2 separate regions of the Mus musculus genome follow, and region 1 is linked to region 2. Evidence: chromatin contacts called from public Hi-C data. All regions are on one chromosome and are shown on one strand. Each heading gives the region's core, a stretch centred on a gene start, on an enhancer-like site or on the middle of the called end of the contact. The rest is flanking DNA. Distances are from core to core; before and after follow the strand shown. Region 1 overlaps Acat1 (acetyl-Coenzyme A acetyltransferase 1). Region 2 overlaps Slc35f2 (solute carrier family 35, member F2).

What was found. A called contact is a pair of places that touch in the nucleus more often than the background predicts.
Region 1: a Hi-C map of CD8 T cells shows a contact between it and region 2, with 2.7 times the contacts expected there. The contact joins two enhancer-like sites. A contact is called at or near these places in 11 of 484 Hi-C or Micro-C datasets (the BV-2 cell line, CD4 T cells, CD8 T cells and 6 more), 1 of 115 datasets of contacts at active chromatin or transcription factors (bone marrow-derived dendritic cells) and 2 of 9 other capture datasets (adipose tissue and liver).

Annotation. Positions count from the first base shown.
Region 1 is chr9:53,600,195-53,605,126 of GRCm38.p6, forward strand. The region is part of intron 1 of Acat1 (acetyl-Coenzyme A acetyltransferase 1); the gene reads right to left. Among named protein-coding and RNA genes, the nearest start is that of Acat1, 7.7 kb to the right of the region's middle. Within about 2 kb of position 3,382, at least 115 of the 459 cell types and tissues checked have an H3K27ac peak or open chromatin away from gene starts, as enhancers often do. A contact at or near this core is called in CD8 T cells, where this site is marked.
Region 2 is chr9:53,803,828-53,808,191 of GRCm38.p6, forward strand. It overlaps Slc35f2 (solute carrier family 35, member F2), which reads left to right. Exons shown (of 8, transcript NM_028060.3): 4 at 2,791-2,950; 5 at 4,219-4,364. Among named protein-coding and RNA genes, the nearest start is that of Slc35f2, 34 kb to the left of the region's middle. Within about 2 kb of position 3,029, at least 40 of the 459 cell types and tissues checked have an H3K27ac peak or open chromatin away from gene starts, as enhancers often do. A contact at or near this core is called in CD8 T cells, where this site is marked.

The DNA of each region.
Region 1 (4,932 bases), core at 2,132-4,631, 200 kb before region 2:
GAAACGGGGGCTCTCCCAAATGCTGTTGCCTGTACACGGGATATGGGATATGTTCTAGCTGGGCTGCCCTGTCTGGCCTCAGTGGGAGAGGAAGCACCTAGCCCCGAAGAGACTTGAAGTGCCAGGGTGGGAGGCATAACCAGGGCCCCCCATTCCACTCAGAGGAGAAGGGGAGGGGGAGTGGGGAAAGGATTTGTTGCGGGGATGACTGGGAGGGGAGTAGTAAGCGGGATGTAAAGTGAGTAAGTAAAACAAAATAAAATTAAATTAAAAAAATAAAGTAAATACTTAGTAAAATCCAGTGCTTTTATTTTGAGGGTTTTTGTTTGTTCATTTGTGTTTCTTTGTTTTGAGACAGAATTTCATGTGAACCAGGCTGGCTTCAAATTTACTATATGGTCATTTTCTGATGTTCCTGACTCTCTACCTCCCAAATGTTGGGATTACAGACTTGAACTACCACACTTGGTTTATTTGGAGATGGGTCAAACCCAGGGCACTTTATGCTCACCAGACAGTCTCTCTAGTGGCTGAACTGTATCTCTAGCCTTGGGCTGCTTTTTTGAGAAAGTACCTTTGTAAAGCCCGGGCTGACCTCAAACTCATGAAGACCCAAAGCAGCCTTGAATGCACTCCTCCTGCCCCAGCTTCCTGAACAAATTGTAGTTTATCTAAGTTCTTAATTATGTGATATTAAAGTTTTACATAAAAATATTGTTTAAAGCCGGGTGGTGGTGGCGCATGCCTTTAATCCCAGCACTTGGGAGGCAGAGGCAGGCAGATTTCGGAGTTCGAGGCCAGCCTGGTCTACAGAGTGAGTTCCAGGACAGCCAGGGCTACACAGAGAAACCCTGTCTCGAAAAACCAATATATATATTGTTTAATTTTTTTAAAGATTTATTTATTTATTATATGTAAGTACACTGTAGCTATCCTCAGATACTCCAGAAGAGGGCATCAGATTTCGTTACGGATGGTTGTGAGCCACCATGTGGTTGCTGGGATTTGAACTCGGGACCTTCGGAAGAGCAGTTGGCGCTCTTAACCACTGAGCCATCTCGCCAGCCCCTGTTTAATTTTTTAAAGTAGGCAGAAGACCGTGATTAACAGACCTTGCTACTCTTTCAGAGAACACAGGTTGGTCTCTCTCTCTCTCTCTCTCTCTCTCTCTCTCACACACACACACACACACACACAAATATTTTTAAAAGACTACTACTAGATGGAATATCTATTTTAAAAACATTTTAAGTAAAGCTTGCTGTTACTCCACAAGCCTTCCAATGATGCCTCTTGATTTACACAGGCAAACACACGCCATGGAATATGGCCTATATTGCCAGATAATTCTTAATTAAGGCGGGGGCTGGAGTGTAGCTCAGTGGCACAGTGACACAAGGCTTGCCTAGCTGTGAGGTTCTGGCTGATCCTTTGCATCACATTCATTAGAACAGAAGGAGAAGCACCTTAATTCTTTCCACACTATTTGTAGAAACAAATGTCAACAGAGGAGGTTCTGAAAATGTAGAGCAGAGTTCAAACCCTAGCTGATCTGCAGCTAGACTCTGAGGTCAGCAGGCCTGACATTCAGACAGCAGCTGGCAGCAGTTAGTGTGCAGTTAGAGCTCATGAAGAGCAATCAACAGCCCTGCAAATGCCTAGACTTTCAGGTGACCCAAGAATTTGGATTTTCACAGATTAAACACTTTATCCTAACTGAATGTGGATATCTAAAATTTCCGCTTAAAACTCAGATTAAACAAAACATAAATTTGACACTGGAGTTATAAACGGAAACAGCCATGGTAACCAAACTGGGTTTCACAAAGTATGTGAATGACAGAAGTGTATGGCAGAGGCAGCTCGACATGACAGACTCCAAAGATGGTTCTCCTCAGGGAGAGTGTGAGAGAATGTGAAGGTGGAAGTGCACACAATCAACTCTGCTATACAAACAACTCGGTCAAGATCCGGTTTTAAAAATGATAACATCACAAAATATATCTTCCATTTTGAAGAGGTCTTTAGTCCTTGCTGTGTCACAGGAGAAATGACCAAAATGCATAAAATTATTCGATCCTATTTTTGTTCAGCCAAACCCTTGAGGCCCTGCAGGGATTGAGCTCCCGTGCCCTGGGCTTACCCCCCAGCAGCAATGCATGCTTGTCGAGAAGCGAGGGGATCACTTGGACATATTCCTTAGGGTTCCGTAAGGACAACAAGACCTCTACCATAAGCAAGCTGCCCCTGGGGTTCAACGGAGAGTGGTCCCTTGGTCTGAGCAGTGGTCTTCAAACTTCAGGGCTCCCCTGAAAAGCGTGCTCCTGTTCTATCATCCGTCTGTTGAAATCTTATATTAACACAATACTTGATACCAGTTGCTATTAAACTAGCCTGTGTTTATTCCGACTGAAATGAAACAGCTACTATATCTATACTTTTAAAAGTATTGTTTTAGACAGGGTCTTACTATGTATATGTAGCCAAGGCAAGACTTGAAATCAAGTTCCCCCAATACCAAACCCAACCCATATCTGCATTTCTTTTTTTTTTTTTTTAAGATTTATTTATTTATTTAAAGTACACTGTAGCTGTCCTCAGACACTCCAGAAGAGGGAGTCAGATCTCTTTATGGATGGTTGTGAGCCACCATGTGGTTGCTGGGACTTGAACTCTGGACCTTCGGAAGAGCAGTCGGGTGCTCTTACCCACTGAGCCATCTCACCAGCCCCATATCTGCATTTCTTAAAGACTGTCATTAAGCTGGGCAGTGGTGGCGCACACCTTTAATCCCAGTACTCGGGAGGCAGAGGCAGGTGGATTTCTGAGTTCGAGGCCAGCCTGGTCTACAGAGTGAGTTTCAGGACAGCCAGGGCTACACAGAGAAACCCTGTCTTGAAAAGAAAAAAAGACATTAAATTAAGAAGATACACATTGTTCTTACTCTCCTGAGCTTCAGACAGTGCACTCAGCCATGACCATAAACACATCTAAGGCCCAAGTGCATGTGTTCAATGGCTGTGCTCCCCAACCATGCCTTCTACATCGATAAAAGCCATGCTACTGTTTATACATAAGCTGCTTGTCTACTCTCACACTGTCTGCAATAGAACTCTGAATAAAAATTCTGACATGATAAATATGCCAGTCCTTGCTACCATAAGACAACTCCATAAGACAGCTCTAGAGTTGGTGGCACCAAGAATAGACTAGACTTAACCTGGTTGGCACCCTGAGAGCCTGGGTCAGTTGACAATGGGTACTTCAGCTGAATCATGATGGGGCGGGGGAGCCAGAGAGAGAAGCCACAAATTAGTAGAGAATGAAATGTATAGCAAAAACATACTCAAGAAACAGGAAGTGGCACACTGCCAGAGCCAGGAGAGTCCTTGGTGAGTCATTTTCTACTTAGGGCCTAGCAAGGCCAGCTGTGCCTATTTCCTGTCTATGAATATCCAAGAATTTGTCTTACATCTCTTCACACATTTCCCTTTCTGAATGGATGGTGTAGCTTAGTGGCAGTGTGTGTGCTTAGTATATCCAAGTCCCTGGGTCTAATCCCAGTACTACCCCAGAATAATTCCCATAGCTGCTGTAAAGCAGGGCTGTGTCCCACTGTGTCCCAGCAGTCTTGCAGATGTCAGGCTCATTGTCACTGAAGGGTCCCTGTGTGTCCACTGTGGCTCTCATGCCATATACACACTCTCCTATCTCCTTTCTCTCTTCCTTCTAGATCTTTCCATAAGCACATAAATGCTCTTCAACAACTCTAGCCTAGAACATGTAACTGAACACACAGCCCACATGCAGTGAACTCTGACATCTCCCATGCCTGCAATGTCTCCTTGTTCTTGCTTCCTGTTATCTTTGCCACTTTATCACTGTTGGCTCTGAACAAGGTCAATACTGTCTGGAACAAAAGCAAATAAACGATTCAGAAATTGCATGGTAGTCTGGATACCTGTGAGATCCAGACTACTATGGTTATCAATGCTGGGATAAGAAATTTATTGCCTGCACATGAGAGAAGCCCGGTATTATAGGTGGTTGCCCGTATGCACATGCAAAGCTATTTTTTATGAAACATACTCATATATAGTAATAGGTATGGATTTTTATCCAGATATGTATGTGGCTCTAATCACCATCCTGGGTATGTAACAGAAAACAATGGTATACCTTTATGGAATCGAACAGATATGCTAGTACTATCAGTATCAATACTTTTAAAAGATATATTTATCAATCGTCCATCCACCCATCCATACCATCATCCTGCCCCCCAGCGATGGGCAAAATGCATGGTGGTGCTGTTCTTGTATCAGTCAGGGCAGAGCAGATGGCGGTCCTTTGTGCATCCTAGCTCAATGCCTGGCTTGGTGGGCAAAGCTGTCTTATATCTAGGACTCATAAAAATCAAACCAAATCAAATCAAATCCAGGCAGCACAGACAGAGACCTACAGACTACCATGACACCCACAGACCTGCCCTCCAGCACATGGCCACAGACACCAGCTCGTTTCCACACCACACAGAATGGATGAAGGATGTCACCCAGGGGCCTGCCAGCCTTGTGGGCATCCTGCAGTGGGAACCAACATAATGTGTAAGTGTGTGGTAGTCAGATGGGAAGAGAAACAGAAGTGGAGCAGCTTGAGCATCACAAAGAGAGATGGGACAGCAAAGTCGAGTGTGGAGAGGAGTAGCCTGCTGTGAGTGGCCAGCCCTGCCAACTGGGGCCATGGTGAGGTCCCAGCCCAGCCCAAGTTGCTTCTGAGAGACATGTCTGAGTCTGTGGCTAGGCAGGGTTGGTATCGATGTCCATGACTCAGATTATCACTAGAGAACATGGGCTGTCCTGGTTGGGACAGTTGCCAGGGACCCTGTGAATGTCCATGGGCTGGGCATAACTGGCCCTGCCCCTCACTGGA
Region 2 (4,364 bases), core at 1,779-4,278:
TAGACTCAACTGGTGTCTTCCAGGCATTGCTTAGTGGTTTGATGTTCAGTTGTGCTCAAGGAAACTCAGGGAGACTAAAGAGTAAGAAATATGGCAGGACCATGACTACTGGTGGTTTGCTGGCCTCCATTGATGAACACAAGCAATAAACTGTTCTAGCTGTGCGCACACGCGCACACACACACACAGAGACAATGTCAAATTAAGAACTGAGAACCTTTTTTTTTTTTCCATTTTTATTAGGTATTTAGTTCATTTACATTTCCAATGCTATACCAAAAGTCCCCCATACCCACCCACCTCCAATCCCCTACCCACCCACTCCCCCTTTTTGGCCCTGGAATTCCCCTGTACTGGGGCATATAAAGTTTGCGAGTCCAATGGGCCTCTCTTTCCAGTGATGGCCGACTAGGCCATCTTTTGATACATATGCAGCTAGAGTCAAGAGCTCCGGGGTACTGGTTAGTTCATAATGTTGTTCCACCTATAGGGTTGCAGATCCCTTTAGATCCTTGGGTACTTTCTCTAGCTCCTCCATTGGGAGCCCTGTGATCCATCCATTAGCTGACTGTGAACATCCACTTCTGTGTTTGCTAGGCCCCGGCATAGTCTCACAAGAGACAGCTACATCTGGGTCCTTTCGATAAAATCTTGCTAGTGTATGCAATGGTGTCAGCGTTTGGAGGCTGATTATGGGATGGATCCCTGGATATGGCAGTCTCTACATGGTCCATCCTTTCGTCTCAGCTCCAAACTTTGTCTCTGTAACTCTTTCCATGGGTGTTTTGTTCCCACTTCTAAGGAGGGGCATAGTGTCCACACTTCAGTCTTCATTCTTCTTGAGTTTCATGTGTTTAGCAAATTGTATCTTATATCTTGGGTATCCTAGGTTTTGGGCTAATATCCACTTATCACTGAGTACATATTGTGTGAGTTCCTTTGTGAATGTGTTACCTCACTCAGGATGATGCCCTCCAGGTCCATCCATTTGCCTAGGAATTTCATAAATTCATTCTTTTTAATAGCTGAATAGTATTCCATTGTGTAGATGTACCACATTTTCTGTATCCATTCCTCTGTTGAGGGGCATCTGGGTTCTTTCCAGCTTCTGGCTATTATAAATAAGGCTGCTATGAACATAGTGGAGCATGTGTCCTTCTTACCAGTTGGGGCATCTTCTGGACATATGCCCAGGAGAGGTATTGCGGGATCCTCTGGTAATACTATGTCCAATTTTCTGAGGAACCACCAGACTGATTTCCAGAGTGGTTGTACAAGCCTGCAATCCCACCAACAATGGAGGAGTGTTCCTCTTTCTCCACATCCTTGCCAGCATCTGCTGTCACCTGAATTTTTGATCTTAGCCATCCTGACTGGAGTGAAGTGGAATCTCAGGGTTGTTTTGATTTGCATTTCCCTGATGATTAAGGATGTTGAACATTTTTTCAGGTGCTTCTCTGCCATTCGGTATTCCTCAGGTGAGAATTCTTTGTTCAGAAGAGCTGAGAACCTTAATTCACTCTTTTTTCCTATCTTGCCATCGATTTTGAATTTGCTATAGTTTGAATACTCATTGTCCCCGTTTGATAAGAAGAGCAGTTAAAGGGGTTACAGCAAGTATCTTATGGACCCCAAATGATGGAGAAACATATGCTAAAAATGAACAGGAGTCTGTGCTGGGATCAAGCATGTCTCACATGGTAGAACTGACCTCTCTGTCAGGGAGATGGTTTCTGTTCGTTGCCTCACTGTAACCTGTACTTGGTAATACTTTGCTCAGTTACAATTGAATATTGGACTTTGTGATGTCTAATTTCGTGTCTGTCCAGTTTAGTCTGTGCTCCTCAGGATAGGGCTTCTACCTTGTTCAATTTTATATTCCAACTCCTCTTATGATGTGCCCCACATCACCCCCATGGCCCGGTGCTTGCCAGACAAGTGCTTTGTACTTGAACTGAACACCCAAACCCTCTTACAGAGTCCTGGACACTGGTCATGCTTACTAAATGTCTGTTGGTGGAGTAAATGGATGTACTGGAAGGAAACTCTGCCTTCCGAGTTTAAAGATAAACAGAGGGGAAAGCAGAGGCTCCTGGGTAGGATGAACAGATTCAGCCTTTGGGTGTTTTCTGTTTCGAGGAAGGTTTGGTGTATGTCAGGCTGGTCTAGAATTTGCTATGTAGCCAAAGATGACCTTGATCTGCTCTTCCTCCTGCCTCTAAAGTACTGTTTTATATGGCACTGGAGATCAAACCCAGGGCCTTGTGCCCGCTAGGCAAACACTCTATTAATTGAGCTGCATCCCCAGCCTGACTTCTTTTTTTTTTTTTTTTTTTTTGGCGGCAGGGGAGGGGGTATTTATTTATTTACTTTTATTTTATATATATGAGTACACTGTTGCTGTCTTCAGACACATCAGAAGAGGGCATCAAATCCCATTAGAGATGATTGTGAGCCACCATGTGGTTGCTGGGAATTGAACTCAGGACCTCTGGAAGAGCAGTCAGTGCTCTTAACCATTTTTTCTCCAGCCTCCACCCCCCACCCCCCACCCCCCACCTCGAGCCTGACTTTTAACCATATAATTTGGGGCAACTAATCTTTCTTTAGCCTTTGGGGTTTTGTATGCACATCTAAAACAGGTTTGCAGTCCCAAATCTCACAGAGGGACTGCAGCTCTGGTAAGTGCTTGCGTTCAGGGTCAGCAATAACAAATGTTCCCTAAGTGCTTTCTCTTGTTAATTATGCTGCTGAAGTGGTTGAGGCTGCGTGCTTTTCTTTTCCCTGCAGCTCTTGGATTGCTTTGGGATTCCTGTGTTGATGGCTCTCTCCTGGTTTATTCTCCGGGCAAGATACAAAGTGATCCACTTCATTGCTGTGTTTGTCTGTCTGCTGGGTGTAGGGACCATGGTTGGTGCAGACATATTAGCTGGGCGAGAAGATAATTCAGGTGAGACTGTATCACTTACACCTGTTAGTCTGGCAGAGTTACACTGACTGAAGTGGGTGATAGAGGAACTCAGCAGGAGTCCGTGCTGTGAACTAGTGCGGGGGAGCAGGCTTGCTGGGCTGGCCCCTCCTCAGTGAGGTGTGCTGGCTTCCTCAGCACTTCCTGTAGCACTTTCTCATTTGCTGCTAAACATTTGGTGGTTGTTTTCTTGTTTAGCTGCCTTTCCCCATTTAAACGTGTTTAAAATTTTGTTTTGAATATATTTGTAGAAATCATCTTTCTCTTAAATCACTTTGGATGTGTTTTTCCAAAACCCTCTGTTGTTGAGCTAGCTCTCTTTTCTCCCCTTTATGGCATTCTTTTGTTTCTTTTTCTTCCTCCCCTTTTCTTTGTTTCTTCTCTCTTTCCTTCCCTCTTCCTTCCTTTCTTTCCATCCTTTCCTCTCCCTACCTTTCTTTTCTTGAACTCAAAAATTCAAAACCCTCCTTCCTCAGCTCCCACCCCACCCCACCCCCACCCCCACCCCCACCCCCACGGCAGTGGGAGGACATCCTACTCAGCACCACTCTCAGGTGGTAGTGTTTCATTTCCATCAAAAAAGAGACCTGGCTGTTTGTTTTGATCTGAGTGTTTTAGTATATTTCTCTCTCTCTCTCTCTCTTTCTTTCCTCCCTCCCTCCCTCCTTCCTTCCTTCCTTCCTTCCTTCCTTCCTTCCTTCCTTCCTTCTTCCTCCCTCCCTCCCTCTCTTCCTTTTTCCTTTTCTTTTTCTTTTCTTCTTTTGAGACAGGATTTTTTCTTCTTTTTTTTTTTTTTTCTGTGTATCCCTGGCTGTCTTGGGTTAAAGGTGGGTGCCACTACTGCCTGGTTGGAATATTTCAGTTCACAATATAGATGCTAAACCAGGTCTGAATTTACCAGATCTCCAAGATAACCTTAGTATCTCCTTGGATCAAAATAAAACCATTTCTTTCACCTAGCATCCTTTCCCGAAGTTCTAACAAATTCCCTGCACTACAGTCTGTGAACTTGTCCTGTCTTTAAATGGCTTTCTTTCAGGATGCTACACAGTACCATCTTCCACTCTGTTGGTCTCCCAGGGAGTAAAAATGTGAAAACGGTGTCAGTGTTGTGCCAGACAGTAAGGGTGAGAGCCTTTAGACTTACAGAAGCTAGGATTCAATAAAGTTTTACTCAAATGATCAGTGTTTGCTAACTCCTGGCTCACCCATTGACAACACATTTCTTTTTGTGCCTTGCTGCCCTGTAGGGAGTGATGTTCTTATTGGTGACATCTTAGTCCTGCTTGGGGCTTCCCTGTATGCTGTGTCTAACGTGTGTGAAGAATACATCGTGAAGAAGCTGAGCAGACAGGAATTTTTAGGAATGGTGGGACTATTTGGAACAATCATCAGC